Regions from separate parts of the Mus musculus genome. Here all the other regions are linked to region 5. The links are chromatin contacts, called in public Hi-C and promoter capture Hi-C maps. All regions are on one chromosome and are shown on one strand. Each heading gives the region's core, a stretch centred on a gene start, on an enhancer-like site or on the middle of the called end of the contact. The rest is flanking DNA. Distances are from core to core; before and after follow the strand shown. Region 1 holds the start of Slc17a3 (solute carrier family 17 (sodium phosphate), member 3). Region 2 overlaps Slc17a4 (solute carrier family 17 (sodium phosphate), member 4). Region 3 holds the start of H2bc3 (H2B clustered histone 3). Region 4 holds the start of Slc17a4 (solute carrier family 17 (sodium phosphate), member 4). Region 5 has its middle 28 kb from the start of Gm22013.

The links. Promoter capture Hi-C pulls out the DNA fragments that hold promoters and counts their contacts. A called contact is a pair of places that touch in the nucleus more often than the background predicts.
Region 1: a promoter capture Hi-C map of pre-B cells shows a contact between it and region 5, with 2.0 times the contacts expected there. The contact joins the promoter of Slc17a3 here to the enhancer-like site in region 5. A contact is called at or near these places in 4 of 39 promoter capture datasets (cranial neural crest, embryonic stem cells and pre-B cells) and 1 of 15 datasets of contacts at CTCF or cohesin (embryonic stem cells).
Region 2: a contact with region 5 is called in a Hi-C map of the HPC-7 cell line, with 2.9 times the contacts expected there. The contact joins two enhancer-like sites. A contact is called at or near these places in 1 of 484 Hi-C or Micro-C datasets (the HPC-7 cell line) and 1 of 9 other capture datasets (embryonic stem cells).
Region 3: a promoter capture Hi-C map of pre-B cells shows a contact between it and region 5. The contact joins the promoter of H2bc3 here to the enhancer-like site in region 5. A contact is called at or near these places in 5 of 39 promoter capture datasets (the C10 cell line, the HPC-7 cell line, HPC-7-derived erythroid cells and 2 more) and 1 of 115 datasets of contacts at active chromatin or transcription factors (memory CD8 T cells).
Region 4: a contact with region 5 is called in a promoter capture Hi-C map of pre-B cells, with 2.0 times the contacts expected there. The contact joins the promoter of Slc17a4 here to the enhancer-like site in region 5. A contact is called at or near these places in 5 of 39 promoter capture datasets (the HPC-7 cell line, embryonic stem cells, hippocampal neurons and 2 more) and 2 of 9 other capture datasets (embryonic stem cells and pancreatic islet).

The regions. Positions count from the first base shown.
Region 1 is chr13:23,838,046-23,840,745 of GRCm38.p6, reverse strand. It overlaps Slc17a3 (solute carrier family 17 (sodium phosphate), member 3), which reads right to left and starts at 1,312. Exons shown (of 12, transcript NM_001164743.1): 1 at 1,081-1,312.
Region 2 is chr13:23,897,063-23,899,762 of GRCm38.p6, reverse strand. Slc17a4 (solute carrier family 17 (sodium phosphate), member 4) reads left to right here. Exons shown (of 12, transcript NM_177016.3): 12 at 854-1,874. The coding sequence ends at 988. Among named protein-coding and RNA genes, the nearest start is that of Slc17a4, 17 kb to the left of the region's middle. Within about 2 kb of position 1,357, at least 30 of the 459 cell types and tissues checked have an H3K27ac peak or open chromatin away from gene starts, as enhancers often do. A contact at or near this core is called in the HPC-7 cell line, where this site is marked.
Region 3 is chr13:23,745,323-23,748,022 of GRCm38.p6, reverse strand. It overlaps H2bc3 (H2B clustered histone 3), which reads right to left and starts at 1,289. Exons shown (of 1, transcript NM_175664.3): 1 at 800-1,289. The coding sequence starts at 1,228. The coding sequence ends at 848. H3c3 (H3 clustered histone 3) reads left to right here and starts at 2,502. Exons shown (of 1, transcript NM_175653.2): 1 at 2,502-2,700. The coding sequence starts at 2,526. It also overlaps the pseudogene H2ac5-ps.
Region 4 is chr13:23,913,577-23,916,276 of GRCm38.p6, reverse strand. Slc17a4 (solute carrier family 17 (sodium phosphate), member 4) reads left to right here and starts at 1,270. Exons shown (of 12, transcript NM_177016.3): 1 at 1,270-1,351.
Region 5 is chr13:24,513,810-24,516,509 of GRCm38.p6, reverse strand. It overlaps a transcript of Ripor2 not described here. Among named protein-coding and RNA genes, the nearest start is that of Gm22013, 28 kb to the right of the region's middle. Within about 2 kb of position 1,274, at least 32 of the 459 cell types and tissues checked have an H3K27ac peak or open chromatin away from gene starts, as enhancers often do. A contact at or near this core is called in the HPC-7 cell line, memory CD8 T cells and pre-B cells, where this site is marked.

The sequences.
Region 1 (2,700 bases), core at 63-2,562, 680 kb after region 5:
CTTGCCTTGATTTATGACTTTTGTCATTCTATAAAACTATAAAATTCATGAGACGGCTTCCATATTGGGACATGAACATCTGGCATAACCTAAATCTCTGTTCCCAGACCATGGTCTCTCAAATATGGCTCCAGTATAATGTCATGTTTGCTGTAAGGTAAGAGCTGTGTGCTTTTTGTATTGATGATGTAACAGGCAAAGAAGTGATTGCTAACACCATTTTATCTAGAGTGGTTTTCACAATGCTCACACTGTTCTTCATGTCCCCAGCAGCTGTCAGACTAACAAGAGTAGTTACAACCACTGCTGTAGACTCAGGACCCAGGCAGGGCCATGGACCTCAGAAAACTCACTGACTCTCTTCTCCTAGGCCATTGAGCTCATTAGCAAAAGAACTGATGTTTGTTCATGAGACACTTTGACTTTCCCCTTACCATTCTCTCTCTGTCTGTTTCTCTCTGTCTCTGTCTGTCTCTGTCTCTGTCTCTCTCATTCAATTTTTTTTTTTAAATAACAAGTTCTGTTGGGTATGGTAGATCTACCTCCCTTGATTCTCTGGACAAGTCACTTCTACACACATACATGATTTTATGTGACTACGTAAAAGTTTTAAAAACATTCCTTTATAGTATGTGTTTCTTGGATCTGTCTCCACAGCTGCTATTGTCTCCACCAATTCCTATGGTGATCTAGCACAAACTCTTCAGTTTCCAGTCTCTCCTCTCCCTCTCTTTCTTCTCCTCCCTCTCCTTACCCGCTGTCTCTGTATGTTCCTCCTTTTCCCCTCCCTCTTGGACCCTCTTTTCCCCTCCCTTCTCCCTCTCTTTCTCCATCCTCCGTTATCTTCTTCCCCTTCTCTCCCCCTTCCCCCTTCCCTTTGCCTCTCCCTCCATTTTTCCGTCTTCCTCACTCTTGCTTCCCCATTGCCTTTGTAGACATAGGTTTTTACATTGTATGAACATGTTTTTATTTTGTCAGCAGGAGAACATTTGAAGTTGGAGGAGGGATGTATAGCAACCCTCAGCTGGTATTCAAGGACAGTGCAGATCTTTGGCTACCCAATGAAAGTAAGTGACTTACCAACTTAGTGACTGAGGTAGGCCTTCCTGTGTTTCCTCTGGACAGGCTTCTCTTACCTCTTACCAGACCACTCAGTATTCTGTGTCACTCCATGACTCCAATTATTAATCATTAATGACAGGCTGAAGCACCCCCTGCTTTCAGCTGTGAGCTTCACAGCCTTCGTCCTTGTCCAGTGTCTTGCCAGCACCCCAGAAGGATCTACTGGGTCTGACACCTGCAGGCAGTTATTAGTCACATTGCCTTGCAGTATTTCTAAAGACATTTCCTTTTTCCGGTTTGAAATGGGATAAGTTACAAATTAAACACATTTTGTACTTTACCCCCTCTTTTTTTTGTCTGGTCTTTAATTTTCTTTTGCTTCTTTGAACTATGTGGGCCATAATCTTATTTAGTAACGTTGTTAACCAAATCAAATGGACAAAACCCACAAGCTTCTCATAAATTCAGTATTTATTCCCCATGACTTTTTTCCTGTCTTAATTACTTCTATGTTTGTTGATAAACTACATAAAACAATGCTCGTACCTACATCTCAATTTGCACATGTTACCATGTACAATGGCAAGTTTTCTAACTCACTTAAGTAACCGCTTAAAACTTTTATACATGCACATGATGCATTGTGATCAGACCTCACTCATTTTTGCCAACAAATTCCTCCCATTCCCCACTGTCACTTTTCCCTCTCAAGTTCATGCTTCTTCATTGCTTCTCCTCCTCCTCCTCCTCCTCCTCCTCCTCCTCCTCCTCCTCCTCCTCCCTACTGAGTCACGTAGTGTTGTCTGTGTGTTCATAGGTGTTGAACTATCTAATGGAATATGGATAGCATCTTAGAATCTGAATCCCTGAAGAAAACTGATGCTCTCACCGGCTAGCAGCCATAAATTGCCAATAGCTCCTCGGCCATGGGTGAGACTTCATGAGCTCCCGCCCTGACCGTGGCGAGATTTTGGCTGGCTGGATCTTGCTCAGGTCTTGTGTTTACAGCCACAGCTGCTGTGAGCTCACGTGTACAACAGCGCTGTCTTGTCTGGCAAAGAAGGTTTTGCAGTAGATGTCCACTACCTCTGGTGCTTAAGATGCCTCTTCTACAATGCTTCCTGAGCCTTATGATCAAGAATGTGACACAGATGCCCTTTTAAAGCTGATCATACCACAGTCTCTTACTCCCTAGATTTTGACAAGCCGTGGGTCTTTGTATTAATCACCTTATACTATAAAAAGAAGCTTCCCTGATGAGGGCTGAGAAATGCACCGAACTGATAATTTTGTAGTTTGATTTTTCTTTATGGTTGAATAATCTTCCATGTATCATTACACATTTATCAGGTGATGGGACATTTTAAACCTTTTCATTTCCTGGTGATTGTGAACAGAGAAGCAATAAACATGAATGAGTAAATAAATCTACAGTAGAATATAGAGTCTGTTGAGAATATTCTCAGGAAATGTTCTGGCTTGATCACATGATAGTCCTATGTCTAGCTTTTTGAGGTACCTCCACATTGATTTCCAACAAAGGGGCTGAGCTCGGAACACCCACACCAGCACACCAGAGGCCAAGCTTGTTCATTTCTTTAGACGATCCTGCCAATAGCTTGGAAGTAGACAACAGAT
Region 2 (2,700 bases), core at 108-2,607, 620 kb after region 5:
TGTTAATCTGTCTCACAAACAAATCCTTGAAAGAAGAGAAGGTTAAAAAAAAATAAATAATTAAACCCAATGACTTGATCATTGCCTAAGAATTATACAGATATAAATTTCAGATGGAAATGGATGTCTGTGACATTTATAAAAATCCTCATTTTTAACTTGCCCATGACTGTGTGTTAGTAACTCAGGGAAAAGGCAGGAGATTAAGAAAAGATTTTTGTTTTAATGAAATCAAATTCCCTCTTGCTTTTGAAGCTTCCATTCCTTCCTAGTCTCCGAAAGCACACTGCTAGGGATTGTTTAAAAGGTAATTCTCATAGAGGCTTTGTTTCTCTTGCCACTTGACTGACTGATCAGTACATTCATTCATTCAACAAACTATTAAATATTAGCATGTACTAAACCAATTGTTTTAGCAAACAAACATACAAAAGTCTCCCAGTCGTACCCCATGAAATCCATATTGAAAAAAGAAATTGACAGAAAACTAAAGTGAATTACAGACATATTATTCTGAAAAGAGAGAGTAGGAAACATGGCTGATTGTGTGTGTGTGTGTGTGTGTGTGTGTGTGTGTGTGGTCAAAGAGGAATCTTTGAAAAGGTGACATTAAACAAGTGCTAGAGTAAAAGTGAGAAAGTGACTCAAATGATGGGAAGTGCCTTTAGCAGAGGGAAGAGGGGGTATGTGGTCCTGGTGTGGGGCATGCAACATTCTATCCCAGAAGCAAGATGGGAGCCATGAAGGCTGAGCTGAGATAGAAGAAGGAACATCAAGGTGTAGAACCACAACTGTTCTGAGCCAGGGGCAAGAAGCAAGCCACCATTACTAACAGGTAGCTTCCTGTCTCCAGGATTCAGAGTTTGGCTGGAGAAATGTCTTCTTCCTTGCAGCTGCTATTGATGTAGTAGGCCTGCTCTTCTACCTCATCTTCAGCCGGGCAGAGGTACAGGACTGGGCTAAGGAACCGACATTCACCCATCTCTGAGCAACGTTAGTGATGAGTAAAAAAGACTTGCTTTTGTGCCCACTGGACAGCTAAAGCTCTCCTACTGGAAGAGGCTTCATTTCAGGATCATTTAAGAGACCCTGGCTGTGTGATACTAAAGGTATTTTTTTCCATGCCTGGAGATTTCACAAAGGAAAGAAAAGACTGGTTATTTAGAACTGTGTGCTCCTGAAATCACAGGTTCTACAAATCCTCTATACTTTCCCCTGTTGCCATGGGACTGGAGGAGAGTTTGCCCCGAAGTACAGCAGTGACGAGTTGGAACCACAGGAGAATGATACCACGAACTCTAAGCTGTCAGCAAAGAGAACCGACAGCCTGGAAAACAGGATGTTTGTGAGCCGGAAGTTCTGCAGCTGTAGCCAAGTGAGGAGGTTAAAGAATTACTGTGGCTCTTGGTGCGTGTAGGATGTCTAACTGAAAATAGTCAGGATGAAGAGCAATAAAAAAATTAATCCATCATGCAAAAAGCAATGAACTTTCTTCAACTAATACAAGAGGAGTAGTAGAATCTAGTCATTCCAGACAGCTTTCTGTATGTGGATCCTGGCTTTGGATCAAAACCACTTCTGCAATAAGAACACCAACCACCCAGGCACTCTCTGGAGTCCACTGTTCTATTCACATCTTTCTTCTTTCTGACCACTTTAGCCTGGGTCCCTCATCTGTATGTAGATTTGTGCAAATCCCTTATGTCTTAGTCTTAGGGAGTAGAATTGCCTTGTGTGTCTCTGATCTCCTCAGGTACTGCTTTGCAGCATCATGGATACCCTATGCCTGTTTCTCTGATGCTTACAATCGCAGCCATTGTTCACCAGGCCTCATTTGATGTAAAATGTCTCCTAAAAATGTATGTGAGACCCGTGCTTGCTTCACTTCATTTCCAATGTCTCTTTTCATTAAGAATCCACACAGGTGACACAGGAACAACAAAAGAGAAGAGAAATGCTCAAACACTAAATGAATATTAATGGATACATTAGTGTGTATGGAAACAGGTCAGACATCATAATCATGAACAGCTTGTAGTAGTTCATTATCACAGGGGGATATGTGACTTTACTAAAAGTATCACAAGGGAGTGCGTAGTGATAGCTGTGCAATATGTAATAAGGAGGGGCACATCTTACTAAAATAAGGAAGTGTCATGCTCTAATTTAAGGGTGGCCGCCATTACACAGCATCAATTGAGCTGGAATCTGAAGGTCACTTCATGTAGGAGCCTGGTGCTAGGGATGTTCTAGGAAGACCCTCTGGGAAAATCTGCAGCATATAGAAAGGTTTGGTGCAGGAGAGAAAAATCGGGTGAATAAGAACAGAGTGGGCTATGAGAGGTTCTAGAAGTATGGAGGTCAAGAACACACGTGGCGCTGTGGACCCAGTGAAGAAAGAGTGTTGGTCTTTACATTGAAATCAGTGGAGGTATTTTAATGGGAAGGGACATAATCAGGTTCTGATTTTCAGTGGTCACACTGCATAAGAAAGTTGGCTTGGGGGGTTCCAGTGCGATCCCAGGAGTGGTGGTCCATTGCATGGGTTGGGGGAGGTAGTAGGACATAACCTCACATTTCACTAGATTCTTATATAGCCCAGGACCATCTGCTTCTGGGTGGTCCTGACCACAATGGGCTGGATTCTCTTGCACCAGCTAAAAACACATTATAGGCTAATCTACTTTGATCAATGCTTTA
Region 3 (2,700 bases), core at 40-2,539, 770 kb after region 5:
TTGAAGTCTTTGCCTAGCCTTTTCAGGAGCCTGCCTTTCATATTCAAGGATTCGATAAACCAATGAGAAAGCAGGGGTGAAGTCCCGAATCATGGATAAAATATTTTAAAATATTTTCCATGAACTACTCATTCTGAGCAACTTTATTTTCTCCTGTCACCACATATTCTCAGACAGTTTAAAAATGAAAAAAAAAGAAAAAAGAAATTTAAAACTTAACACCCGTTAAGCCATTTGCCCCATCTGATTCCTAGTTTTCCTGCCCTAGCACAAATGCTCGAGGCACTGACTTTTTCCCAGTCAAAGCCTTTACCAGTTTTTTAACAATTACTTTGTAAGTCATGGAAATCCAATTGTCAACATGGTGGTTTTTCAAAAAAGCTAAGTTGCTTCAAGTATTTATAACTCCTCTGGTTCCATCTATTGTCAATATCCTACCCTGAATGTAAATGTCCCAAGACATAAGAAACAAACAAAAAAAATTAGAAAGCTGTGGTTGCTTTTCACTGAAGCGCAATTGGCTGTAATGTTTTAATACTCAATCTCACAGTAGGAAGCTAATTTGAAAGACTAAATACATTAAAGGCCAACTCCTACAGATAGCACTGCTACAAAGCACTGAGTAAAATACCTAGACTCAATATGTACAACATCGAAACTCATGACACAAAGTGGGAAAATGGCAATGATTGTGACCTCAGCCTTTAAACTCAGAGCAAATGCTCAATTCCACTTTTCATAAAGACATATTTGGCTAACAAAGTTAGGTCATATATTACAACTTCTTTTCTGAAAAGTGTGGGTGGCTCTTAAAAGAGCCTTTGGGTTTGTTGTGAGCCCTACGAGCTCACTTGGAGCTGGTGTACTTGGTGACGGCCTTAGTGCCCTCCGACACGGCGTGCTTGGCCAGCTCCCCGGGCAGCAGCAGGCGCACGGCCGTCTGGATCTCCCGGGACGTGATGGTCGAGCGCTTGTTGTAATGCGCCAGGCGGGACGCCTCGCTCGCGATGCGCTCGAAGATGTCGTTCACGAACGAGTTCATGATGCCCATGGCCTTGGAGGAGATGCCGGTGTCGGGGTGCACTTGCTTCAGCACCTTGTACACGTACACCGAATAGCTCTCCTTGCGGCTGCGCTTGCGCTTCTTGCCATCCTTCTTCTGCGCCTTAGAGATGGCTTTCTTAGATCCCTTCTTAGGGGCTGGTGCAGACTTAGAAGGCTCTGGCATTCTGTTCAAAAGAAGACACACAAAATGGTCAGAAACTGGTAGGCAGTGAGGGCGCACTTATTTTATTTATACTCCTGAAATTCAAATGAAGGAGCAAGTGCTTTTACTTTTGATTGGTTAAGAATAATGGCCTCAAAGGCTTTATGCAAATAAGAGACTCAAAATCCCATCTACAATTGGGCAAGAGAAGAAGACCATTTTGACCAATAGGACAGCGATATTTCGTGACACTACACAATCTATGTGGTATGTTAACAGTAGGTTACAGTGTTTCCTTATTTGGGAACTTTTAGTAATGTCTGGACACTGCAAGCAGTGCGACAAGGCTCCCGCCAAAGCCAAGACCGGCTCCTCCCGGGCCGGCCTACAGTTAGTTCCTCGTGAGCCGTGGGCGCCGGCGCTCCGGTGTACCTGGCGGCCGAGATCATGGAGCTGGCGGGCAACGCGGCCCGCGACAACAAGAAGACGCGCATCATCCCGCGCCACCTGCAGCTGGCCATCCGCAACGACGAGGAGCTCAACAAGCTGCTGGGCCGCGTGACCATCGCGCAGGGCGGCGTCCTGCCCAACATCCAGGCCGTGCTGCTGCCCAAGAAGACCGAGAGCCACCACAAGGCCAAGGGAAATAGATTCAAGTCAAGAAATTCTACTATTGACGTATCTAACGGCTCTTAAGAGCTATGCACTTTTTCCCAAGATCAGCTTGTGATGCAGTACCTATAGTGCCTTCCCCTTCTGTAGAAAATACACAAATACTTCTTTGAGTAGTGAGTGTTCATATTTAAAAGCCCAGTTTTCTACGAAGTAAAGATTGGTAACCTTTAAAATAACTCACCCACAGCGCTTGACATACTAGTTGCCCCCTTTAAGACCAAGAATGTGAGTTAAGATTGTTGGATCATGATTTTACTTTACCCAACTCCAAAGTAGTTACAAGTTATTACGCTTTGTACCTTGTAACACAAAATTACAAAGGAATGGAGCAACGTCTAGGCACTCAGACTTGCAATCACCGCATCTCGAAAACAAGATTGTGATTCCATCTGGAGATAAAAACTCCATTAAAATACCAATTTTAATTTTTTCTTTTTTTTGTAAGAACAAAACGTAACTAGAGTGTCAGAACAAGGTAGCCAATCAGATACTCTTAAAACTACCAATCACACGGGCTATTTCCCAGCCAATGAATTTGTAGCGCGCGACTTTCAAAAAGTTGCAAGGCCAATCAAAATGTTTCTTAGTATATTTAAGGGCAAGATTTCTTTCGTCCTGCACTTTTGTGTATCTCCTCCCAAGAATGGCTCGTACTAAGCAGACCGCTCGCAAGTCCACCGGCGGCAAGGCCCCGCGCAAGCAGCTGGCCACCAAAGCCGCCCGCAAGAGCGCCCCGGCCACCGGCGGCGTGAAGAAGCCTCACCGCTACCGTCCCGGCACCGTGGCGCTGCGCGAGATCCGGCGCTACCAGAAGTCGA
Region 4 (2,700 bases), core at 21-2,520, 600 kb after region 5:
GGTTGGCGCCTACAATGCTCCATTTGCAGAGGCCCCTCTGGAGGATGCAAGTGTGGTTCATTTGGAAGAAGCAATGTTTGGAGGACAGGGCAGACTCCTTGCTGTACCTTGTTCTGGCTACATTAACAGGTTGTTTGGTTCACTTTGTCACTCTGGTGAGAGACAACATCCTGATGTAGCAGCATGAGCCTGAGGCCTAAGATAGAACTCTCAGGTGATCTATTCTCACCTGTGCTTGATCTTTATCATTTTAGAGCAGGATGAGTTGGTAACAGGAAGGAAGGGTGAGGGGACAGAGGATTTAAGGGTGACAGTTGCAACCGTGGATCAATCAGCAGCACTGGTCACAGCGGAGGCAGCAAAGGTAGCAGCGATGGTAGGGCAGAGATCACGAAAGCCAGGAAGAGCTGAAGACAGGAAAATGAGGTCATTGGAAGAGTTCCAGAGACCTACCAAAAGGGTCTCAGATACCACGGGTCCATTAGCTGCAAAAGAGTCTGTCAACAGCTCAGAATCCTAAACAGCGCAACATCTATCATCGTAGGTCCCAAGATTGGATGCTTGTACGAGAGCTGCAGCCCCGGATGTCGCTGGCTCTGTTGTGTGCACCACTGCTGGAAGCTGAGGACCAAGTGCTGAGACCACTAGATTAATCCTAGAGCAGTAAGCCTCTGGCCTGAGAATATGTTAAGCTCTAAGTGTCTGGCTTCTATAAGGTCAGTAGGCCTATAGCTGCTCTCTGTGTAAAATTAGTTCTATTAAACATGGATATGGTGGAAAACAGCCACTTAAGAGACAAGATGTAACCCTATCTATGAAGATTATTGTACTCCTGAGATCATAGATGATGAAGATGCCATTAATGAGCTGCTCAGAGGGTTGACCTGATAGCTTGGCAGGGAAAGATAAGTGTCATTGTGCTCAATAGCTTGAATTGTGACCTTGAGATCAACATGGTGGAAGGGAAAAACCCAGTCTTGAAAGCTGTCCTTTGACCTCAATAAGTGAAAACTTACCCACACACACTCTAACACATAAATAATCACATATAATGTAAAAGTTAAAAATGAGGCAAGCAAGAGTAGTAGCAGGACCCACAGAGAATCTGGGAAGATGTATGTGACTTCACATGAACTTCAAGTATGAGGAAGATAGAGTGAACATGGTCAGGTCATCAATTAAATAATAAAACAAAGTTAAAAATTAAATGGTTGAGCCAATAAAAGCCTCCATTTGGTAAGATAAAAGCTAAAGGCCCTGAGTAATAATTCACTCCTCTGGGTTAGACAGCTGCAGAAAGCTGAGAAACCGATAGGATCCCAGCCAAGAGCCGGCTCTCCGCCTTCCTCAGGTTTGCTTTCCAGTTCTTGCTCTGGTTCTGACGGTGTGGGAACGGACCTTTTCCTGTTGAGATTATAGGTGGTGTGCAGGACTGGGTTTCTTTTGGGAGATGGTTGTGAAAAGTGAGACAGGAGGCTGCTTTTTCCTAAAACAAACGAGGTCTATAGGAACTCCAGAAGGAGAGGGAGGGAGGAAGACAGACATGGAAGAGGGAGACAAAAGCCAGCGGTGGGTGGGTGGGGACAGGAAAGGTAGGAAACAGGGAGAAAGGGAGAGAGAATACTGTCTGAAGCAACTAGAAGGGAACACCAATCGTAAGGTCAGGTCTTGCATTTCTTAGGGTTACTGACGCTGGAAAATTGCACAAAGCACTCATGCATTTAACTTGTTTTTGTGAGATACACTAGTTTGTAGAAACAGCACTAACCAAACAGACTGAGGCAAAAAAACCAAACCAAACCAAACCAAAACACCCTGTTGTTTTAAAGAATATTTTTAATAGGCTTCAAAGGTCAAATTAACAAAAAAACCAGAGTAAACAGAATTTTCATGGGAGAATGGGGGACTGAAGCAAATAAAACCCCCTATGGCTTTATGCAGTGGTCCAGAGTGCTCTTTTCTTTTGCTGTCATGTTCCTGGGAGAGGACTTCCCTCTCAGCTCAGAGACAGCCACGGTATACCAACAGACTGGGTGGTTAGAATAGGCAGATCGTATGTTCTCACTGTCAGCCCCTTAGTTGTTATCATCTGTACTCTTCTGCTTCCTTCCTAACTAGGCCATTCTTGTTTTTCTTTCTTATCATATTGTACTCTGTGACTCACTGGAGCATGTGTCCTGCATGCTGTCTGTGGTCATGTCTTTTGCCCTTCAGCAGCCTTGTCCAACCCTCTTCCTCTAACTGACAAACTCCAGAGATTAAGGTCTTCTGTTTAAGTAGACGCAGAGCCACTCATGCGAGCAAACCTCCAGTCATGCTGGAGAAAGCCACGGAAGCAAGCCTTCCATTTATTGCACATATGTTTACTGGGTCAGTGAATGAGCCAGAGGCTGGTGAACTCTGAGGCATTGCGTCACTGCAAGGGTCTGGAAAGCTAGAAAGGAAAAAGCTGGCCTGAATCCTGTCTTCAGTTCCATGAGTGAGAGACTCTTCTGTCCAACCAGTCTCCCTAAGGTGTGAACAAGAGTCAGCAGATGGTTTTAGGTTTCCAAGCACAATCTCAGGCTTGACCCATTTCATTCTGCCAGTGTTGGTTTGGATTTAAGTTGTTTGTCAATTTTATTCTGAATTGCAGATGGTGTAAGCTGGAATCTTGTCGGTATCTGTCCACTTGCAGCTATAGTAGCGACACGCCTGGGT
Region 5 (2,700 bases), core at 25-2,524:
GGTGTGAAAGGTTCATGTCTAATACTGGTGTCCAAGAGACTCACGCAAGAGGACTATCTTAAGATTTAGGTCAACCCAGGCTGCATAGTAAGGGCCAGACCAGCCAACGCTACAGAGTTAGGCCTTGTCTCATAAAAACAAACCAAAATGGAATGAAAAGAAGAAAAAGAAGAAGAAGAAAGAAAGGACAGAAGGCAGATTGCAGGCATGAGTGTTCTGAAGGACTTTGGAAGTTCAGCATGGCAGCCAGCGAGGCAGTCACTATAAATCCTTGGTTTTCCTTCAAAATGAGAATTGCCAGAACCCCTCAAACACTCATTATCCTATAAACACTCATTATCCTATAAACACTCATTATCCTATGGTGGTTGCTGTACATTTGTCTTCTCTTTTTGCTCTACTTTTTTTTTTTTTTTTTTTCTGAGACAGGGTTTCTCTGTGTAGCCCTGGCTGTTCTGGAACTCACTTTGTAGACCAGGCTGGTCTTGAACTCAGAAATCTGCCTGCCTCTGCCTCCCAAGTGCTGGGATTAAAGGCGTGCACCATCACTACCCAGCTACATTTTTTAAAGTTAAAAAAACCCAAACATATGCATATTTCTCAAAACCTCATTTGTATGAATTCCACAATATGAATTGTCACACAGTGATTTTCGAATTGGTGAACATTCCCTGTAAAACAGTGGCCCTCATCTTAAAAGGTCCTGGACAATTTCAAATAGAAAAAAATATATAGAGAGGAAAGTGTTAAGGATATGGAAAAAGATTGCCTCTGAAATGAAGATGGCGAGAGCCAAGAGGCTAGAGGCTGGGAGCTAGAGATTGCAGGCTGAGACTGGAGGGCAGGAAGCTGGGAGATAGAGGTTAAAGGTCAGGACTGGAAGCAGGAAGCTCTAGAGGCTGAGACCCAGAGAATAGCAGCTGAAGGCTAGAGGGGGCAGGAGCCAACAAAGGTTTGAATCTCCAGGAGACCATAGTTAAGGAGGGCAGTTTCATTAGACACTTCCTCTTTTTCTTTCAGCTTGTGTGTGTGTGTACGTGAGTGTGTGCATGAGTGTGTGTGTGCTTGTATCACTGCATGGATGAAGGTTAGAGGACAATCTGTAAAAGTTGATTCTCCCTCAGGGGACAGGAGTCTTGAACTGGTTGACTTTCTCTGCAAGATAAAGAATTAAAAGGCAGGAAAGTCTTGAGCACAGCAGATAGAGGTAGAGACATTGCAAACACAGCAGAGTAGCAGAGTCAGCGGTTAAAGAAAGACGTTGATTGGGGGGAGGAAACTCACAGGTACAGCAAGACACAGAGGGAAAAACCTCTCTGCCAAACAGAGGGGGCGGGGCTCAGATACAGAGAGGGGGCGGGGCTCAGATGCAGAGAGGGGGCGGGGCTCAGATGCAGTCTCTCATCTGGGGCTCGGGTTTAAGCATCAGTTGATGGGCCCTCCTCTCCTAATCTAGGGATGGTCAGGGTAAATGACAGGGTAGCTGAGAGGTCTACAACTTTGGTGTAAACATCTGGCTTTGAACTTGTCTGACCAGTCCTTCAGCATGCTGATCTCACTGGCTGGAGAAAAAAAAAAGCCTGCTAGTCTTTGGTTTTAAGCTGCCAGGCTTTGGTCTCTGGTCAGAAGGGCAAGGAAGAAGCCACCATCTTGGAAGTTGACTTATCCTTATTACTTACCTGTCTTAGTCATGGCCCCTCTCCCTATCTGTCTGTCTATCAGGCATCAAATGTCTAGTCTGTGGTGGTCTGAATGAGAATGGTCCCATAGTCTCATGGTCGAATGCTCAGTTCCCAGTTAGTGGGAATGTTTGAACACTGTTAGGAGACATGGCCTTGCTGGCGTAGGGTGTGGCCCGTTGGAGGAGTTATGTCACTGGGGGTGGGCTTTAAGGTTTAGGAAACCCAAGACAGGTCCAGTCTCACTCTCTTTTCCTCCTGCTTGCTGATGAGGATGTAAGCTCTTAGCTACTGCTTCCATACTATGCCTGCCTGCCTGCTTGCTGCTACATTCCCCACCACGATGACCATAGACTTAACTTTCTGAAACTGTAAGTAAGCCCCATTGAAATACTTTCTTCTGTAAGTTGCCTTGGTCATGGTGTTGCATCTCAGCAATAGTAACTAACTAAGACCTAGTCTCTCAGGTCCCAGGGTTCAAATTCAGGTTGTCAAGCTTGCCAGCAAGCATCTCTAACCACTGACCCTCCTGCCAGCCCATATTTTATTTTTGAAGTAGAAAGTTTAAAAAGAATTTGAATAGCTCTGACAAACTATTTCTTCATGCTTTATCTTCATGCAAGGACTTACTCCATGTGCTTGGCTGCACTGACAAGGCATCAGAAGCCCAGAGAAGTGACATGAAGTATCAGGACCCTGAACACAAGCAGCTTCCAGCCTGCTCTAGGTCTCAAAGGGGCAGAGTTCAAGAGTAAATTGCAAATAACCCCAAAGTTGGAAAGGAAGGCTTACCTGGGGAGAGTTGGGGCCCAGGGTCTAATAAAGTATAGACAAGTGTGCTGTGGCATCCATTTCCTCCAACATATCACAGAAGAAAGGGTTCCGTGTTATATGTTGTGAAGGAAGTAGGTCACCACATCCTTGGTTAAGCTACAAAAAGGACATTAGGCACGGACTCTTGGGCACTGAAATCCCATGAGCTCAGATGCAGTGTTGGACCGAGCTGGGTCCCTGCTCAATG